Linked DNA regions of Rattus norvegicus: region 1 is linked to region 2. A link is a contact called in public Hi-C data. All regions are on one chromosome and are shown on one strand. The core of a region is the stretch at or near the end of the contact, and the rest is flanking DNA. Distances in the headings are between cores, read along the strand shown. Region 1 has its middle 79 kb from the start of Mdm1. Region 2 holds the start of Nup107 (nucleoporin 107).

What was found. Hi-C and Micro-C count contacts between places; a contact is called where the count stands out from the background.
Region 1: a contact with region 2 is called in a Hi-C map of psoas muscle, with 1.8 times the contacts expected there. The contact joins the enhancer-like site here to the promoter of Nup107 in region 2. A contact is called at or near these places in 1 of 12 Hi-C or Micro-C datasets (psoas muscle) and 1 of 1 datasets of contacts at active chromatin or transcription factors (oligodendrocytes).

The regions. Positions count from the first base shown.
Region 1 is chr7:55,545,156-55,548,001 of GRCr8, reverse strand. No RefSeq gene overlaps it. Among named protein-coding and RNA genes, the nearest start is that of Mdm1, 79 kb to the left of the region's middle. Within about 2 kb of position 1,506, at least 20 of the 93 cell types and tissues checked have an H3K27ac peak or open chromatin away from gene starts, as enhancers often do.
Region 2 is chr7:55,282,934-55,285,811 of GRCr8, reverse strand. Nup107 (nucleoporin 107) reads left to right here and starts at 1,603. Exons shown (of 28, transcript NM_053830.2): 1 at 1,603-1,678. The coding sequence starts at 1,671.

The sequences.
Region 1 (2,846 bases), core at 257-2,756, 260 kb before region 2:
TGCTGAGCCATCTCTCCACCCCTATGTGGCTTCTCCCACTGCAGGAAACCATGCCCTCTGTTCACTTTCTGAGGCACCACACTGAATTGAGGTGCTAGGGAAGGAAACTGAACTTTAATAGACTCAAGGAATGGGGCACAGCCACGGAGGAACTTCACCCTTCAAAGTTTCTTCTTTTATTTGACACCATCATTAACTACTCTCTGGTGCCACAGAACTCAGCCCACTGACTAGACAAAAATCATTCATGACGTCAGCCATAACAGTCCAAAGGAAGACAGGCTTCCTGGCTGAATCAGAGAGCAATTAAAGCTCCGAGGTCTCCAGAGAATGCAGTGACCCCAGCAGATTTCCTTCTTTCTGAAGCTACCTCCTCAGACTATCCAATTATAAGAGTCTGAAGAATCAGCCTGCAAAGGACTTGGTAACAGAATGAGGAAAGAAAAGAAAGATGACGGGGGGGGGGGGGGGGGGGGAGGATGACTATTAGAAATCGCACTGCAAGCAAGGAGTGTTCCACACAGGACCCAAACTGACCGCAGCAGACAGAATAACTTTGTAACATTTCTCGAAGGAGGGAGGAGGGATCCCTTTTCAGAGGATCATGTATCGGGGGAATAATGCAATACAGATAGAGTGGTGAGTGGGGCCCTGCTTCTCTTAAAGGTTTAGGAAGAAAACAGATCTATAACAACACCAGGAAAATGGGCCAAGGCTGCTTCCAAAAAGAATGTTTCCTGCATTTCTCAGACCCATCTGAAAGCCACCTGCATTCTGAACCAATTCTGCCTCTGTCTTGTAGGATCCTAGGAGTCTTACTCTTGTTCCCTACCTAGTCCCGACCTCCACAGGCAGTCTATCGGCTCTCTGTGGGCTTCCTCTTCCTCCGATTAGCCTCTCACTATATAACTTTTGCGCTGGATCCCACAGGCCTGGCAAAGCAATCTTCCCCATGCCTTGGCTTCTGCCTGGCTTCCTGACCCACGTTCAGGCGCCTGTTTCTGCTGGAACACTGCCCTGAACTTCAGCCTCCTTGGCAAGGGCACCAGCAGGCCAGCTGGCCCTCAGCCACCATCCTGTTCCTCTTGGAGACAGGACCGAGTTCTTTTCCAACCCGGATGGTACTCAAGGCTCCTCTATGGTTACTCTTCTTTTCTTGAGCACCAACTGAATATTTCCATTTTCCATTGTTCCATCTGATCCTAGTATAGACCTCCCTCCCTCCCCTTCGTGAGAACTCACAGATACCTGTGTCAGCAAAATCAAGTCCCGATTCATCGCACACCGACTCCACCCACTTTCAAATGAAAGTATATTTATTAAAAAGAAAACTGGAGGTCCAAAGACTCCAGGTTTGATGAATTCTGCAGCCTGCAGGTGTCATGAAGGATCCTTGGCTTCTCTCTTGCTCTGCTATTCCAATCGTGCAGCCTACTCTTCAGAGAGCTGCACAGCAGCCAACCTGATCAGGGGTGGGAAAGTCTCCACAGGATCCTAGGAACGATTCATGATTCATCCACTAGGAGTCCGGCCAGCCAGCTGTTGAGCTACTCACGGTGTGATCTCAGCCATAGTGGAAGAATGCACGCCACAGGGATGGAAATGGACACACACACAGTAGGAACTTTCTGGTTTGGGGAAGTGGGTTTACAGGGGGCTACTGTTGACAATCATAAATGATAAATCATAAAAAGGGATTAAATGTTATCTAGAAAGAGAATTGTTCTTATCTTTACATGCTGTTTAAACTGAGCTAAATGAACTCAGAGCCTGGAGCTCAAGAAGCAGTTGACTTAGGATTAATTTTTCTCCAGCCAGACTTAACCTGCTTTTCTCGGCAGCAAGAATGCAATGTGGGCTAACTCTCAGATTTTCTCGTAGGCACTGCTCTGCAGGCTGAGCTGAGGTTGCAAAGTTATCAGGATGAGGCGACAAGTCTGACCCTGTGCCATTGTCTACCCTGGTTTGCTCGTTGGAAGGAACCTCAAGACTCTAATCATGTCAACATGGCGTCTAAATTGCCCTCCTCTGAGTCCCATCTAGCCTCCCGGGCCTCTCTCTTCCATTAACAAAAACAAACCGTTGTCCACATACACCTAAGATTACCATGAAGAGCTAAGCTTAAATAATAAAGGAAAAAAATTTATGCAAGTTTTTATAAGCAAAACACCCCTCAGAGCCCAGGCCTTGCCTGCTGCTGCTTCATGCTACCACTGCCCAGAAAGTAAACAGAGCAAGAGGGAACATTACAGAGATTTGGGAAACAGAGAAATCATCCTTAGGTGGGCCTGAAATTTTTTTCTTTATTAATGTTTTCTACCATTAAATTTAAGTATGAGCGTGTTCAAAGATACTCAGAAGCTGAAAGGCTAACCCAGTAAATGATAGATTCCTGTTAGTAACATTAAACACCTGCCAAGTTTGCCACATTAGCCTTCTATATATTTCACTATGCATGCATGGATGTTCTTCCTACATGTATGGCTGTGCAACCCATGGTTTGGAGCTCAAAGAAGATGTTGGATCCCCTGGAACTGGAATTATAAACAATTTTGAGCTGCCATGTGTATGCTGGGAGTCAAACTCCATATATATATTTCAATTTCTATATTATATATTTCATCTGTTTTTTAAAACAAGGTTTATATAAATTGGTATTGGTTATTTTTCTGGTAGATGTAATAAAATCCTTGCCAAAATCAACTTAAGGAAGGAAGGTTTATTTTGGCTTTTAGTTTGAGGGTAAAAACCATTTCGGGAAGGAGGTCACAGCAGCAGGACGCTGAGGCCCCTGGTCACACTGCATAGTCAGTCAGAAATTAGAGAGGTCGGGGTTGACAGTCAGG
Region 2 (2,878 bases), core at 354-2,853:
GCACTTTGCATTAGAGGGGATACTATATTACTACTTCTTTCTTTTCTTTTGAGACAGAGTATCAAACAACAACAATAAAACCCCGCTGGCTTAGTAGGAGCCTACGATGACCTTGATTCCTGCCTCTACTTTACTCTGTGCATGGGAGAGGGCACAGTCAAGAAACTGCGGCCATGACTGCTCCATTAGGGACAAGGGTTTTAATGTGAGTGAGAGCGCAAAGATCCAGAGGCACCTGGAAGTGTCCAGAACAGAGAAAAGAGAAACAAACTGGACACAGCCAGGGCTGGGGAAGCCAGAGATAGGAAAAGTCTCATTAGCAGGAGATAGGAAGTAGCCTGGGGGTCAGCACAGAACACACCAGGACACCAAATTCTCAGCACAAAGGAAAAGGTGTTCCCTCCAGGTCTGCCAAAGAAAGCAGCAGGTTCCTCTGCAGGAGTGGTCTTTAAGGAGAAAAGACTCTGTTAGGGTGAGTTGGTAAGTCCTGAGTGGACACATTAGCCAGTTAGTGGATTTTGATAGTTGGACCTTGGAGTTTTAGTCAGGCATAAGGGGCCAAATAAGGGAAGAGACCTTGGTGGGTAGGTTTAGGAATGTAATCTAACGGTTTAGCAAGGGAGAGGCTATGGGAGAGGGTCACACCTGCTGGTGTTGTGTCTGCAATGCCTGGGCCTGTTAGAGCACTTCAAGATAGTTTTGTGATCGAGATGAGAGAACAGAACATAGAAATTAGTGCAGAGTCGGGATTGTGAGGTCAATAGCTAAGAAGACCAATGGAAAACGCGTTTCACAAAGTCCTGAGTAATGCTGGCTTTTATCTAACTGCCAGAAATCCTATGGTTCAGCTAGAGCTCATTTCTAGACATTTGGAGGGCCTGAGACCTAACACTCTGAGGTGCTGGAATGAGTAAGTATCCTCACCCCCAAAACTTTTAAAATTTAAAATAATAATAATAATAATAATAATAATAATAATAATAATAGTAATAGTCAGGCTTTCTTAGTGCAGGCTTGCTTCAAAATCATGGTGATCCTCCTGCCTCAACTTCCCCAAATGTTGGTATTACAGGCCGTGAACCCATGTGGTTTTTTTATGCTTTGCTCTTTTTGGATTTCTTTTAAAAAAACGGCTGATACTGTAAAAGAGAAATAAATTACAATAGGAAACAACCTCAAAACCCGTCCAGTGAGGCTACACCACAGTTTAGGGAAAGAGACGAGCGCCACGAGCCAGGCCAGATCCTGTAGAGTGGCGCAGAACCGCAAACCGGAACGCTGAGGCCAGACTCTTTACAACAAATTCCTCAGTCCAGGTTACAGATTTCCGGCTTCCCAGAAGGACGCCCCCACCCAGACCACGCCCACAACTCCCTCTCCTCACCACACTCAGACTCCGCCCTCGTTCCCGCCCCCTTCCTGCCTGGCAACACCGCCCAGCCACGCAGTCACGCACTGGCACACTTCCGCGCCTGCGCCACTGGACCTGCGACAGTAGACGAAAGTTGCGCATGCGCCGAATAAGAAAAATTCGTTCTTTGGGGCTGGCTTAGCCAGAGCGGTGCTTCCGGGTCGAAGGGTTTGCTTCCGGAGAGCGGGAAGGCTGAAACGCGGTGGCTGGACTGTAATCAAAGTTGCAAGGTTCTATCTAGGTGGAGACGGCTGCGGCCATGGACAGGTCAGTCCTGATGGGGACGCCTCGGCCAAGACTGTGGCTCTCGCCTGTTAGCGACCTAACTACCTCTGCTGGAAGCGGAGGAGGAGCCGAGGTCTGCCCATTCAGTCATTCCTTCACCCTGCCAGGATTTGGCCCCTGGTGGAGGGATGGGCGCTTGACGTGACTGGAGCGGGGACGCAGAGAATGCGTATCCCCGCGTTCCACCCCGCGCCTCCGGGGTCTCGTCGGCGCTCGCTCCTCGCCGTTCGCTCCGAAGTGTGCGGGGTCGGTGGTGGTCCGGCATTCGAAATGCTAAGTGAGCAGTCCGAGGTCACAGCCATCAGCCACTCTTGACAGCTCAGTCTCCAGATTTTCTGAGTGGTTTTATTGTGGTTATTATTTCGTATCAGTTGTACATTATTGGGTATCATGGTGGTCAGCCTAGACTTTTAAAGTGCCACCACCAGGTAGTTAAATTTCTTATGTGATCAGGTGATTTGTGCCCGCCTGAGACAAAGATGGGTTGTTCAAGGCACTTGGCATTGGAGAGTAGATCGTGTAGTGAAGACAGCCAAGCAATGTAATACGATGTATTATGCTGTACTGCGGGGAAAATAAATGAAGGAGACGTTAAATTCCCCCTGTCGTGGGAGTTTCAGGGAAACCTGTAAAGTAACTTGCTAGCTGGTCTTTGGAGTAATAATAGCATATTGACACTGAAAACATTGTGCTAGGGTTTAATCTTATGTGTGTTCCTTAAGCTTTAAGTAGCACATTTAGTTTTAAACAATCCCCTGAGGATTTTATCTATTCAGAACAGTGAGCCTGTAAGAGATTTAAGGAACTACATAGTTAAATAGAGCCAAGTTATGCGGCTAGGGATATAGTGTCATTCTTTTGTTAGAGAGCAGTAAGCCTGTGAGAGATTAAGGTACCAAGTTATGGGACTGGGAATACTGCTCAGTGGTGGCTCAGTGGTTAAGTGCTTGCATAGTAAGCCTTAGGTTCTGGGGAGAAAAAAAAAAAAGAGCAAAGAGCAAGAGAGAAACAGATTACCAGCTGGGAATGTTATATCTCCATAAAGCTGTTATTTAACTTAAGTAGATGTACATCAGGTGACAGGGGAACAAATATAGACCTCTGTAAAAGAAACATACTCAGATATAAAGTCATGAAAAATGTTCATGCTTGTGTGGCTGAATGCTCACAGCCGTATGTCTG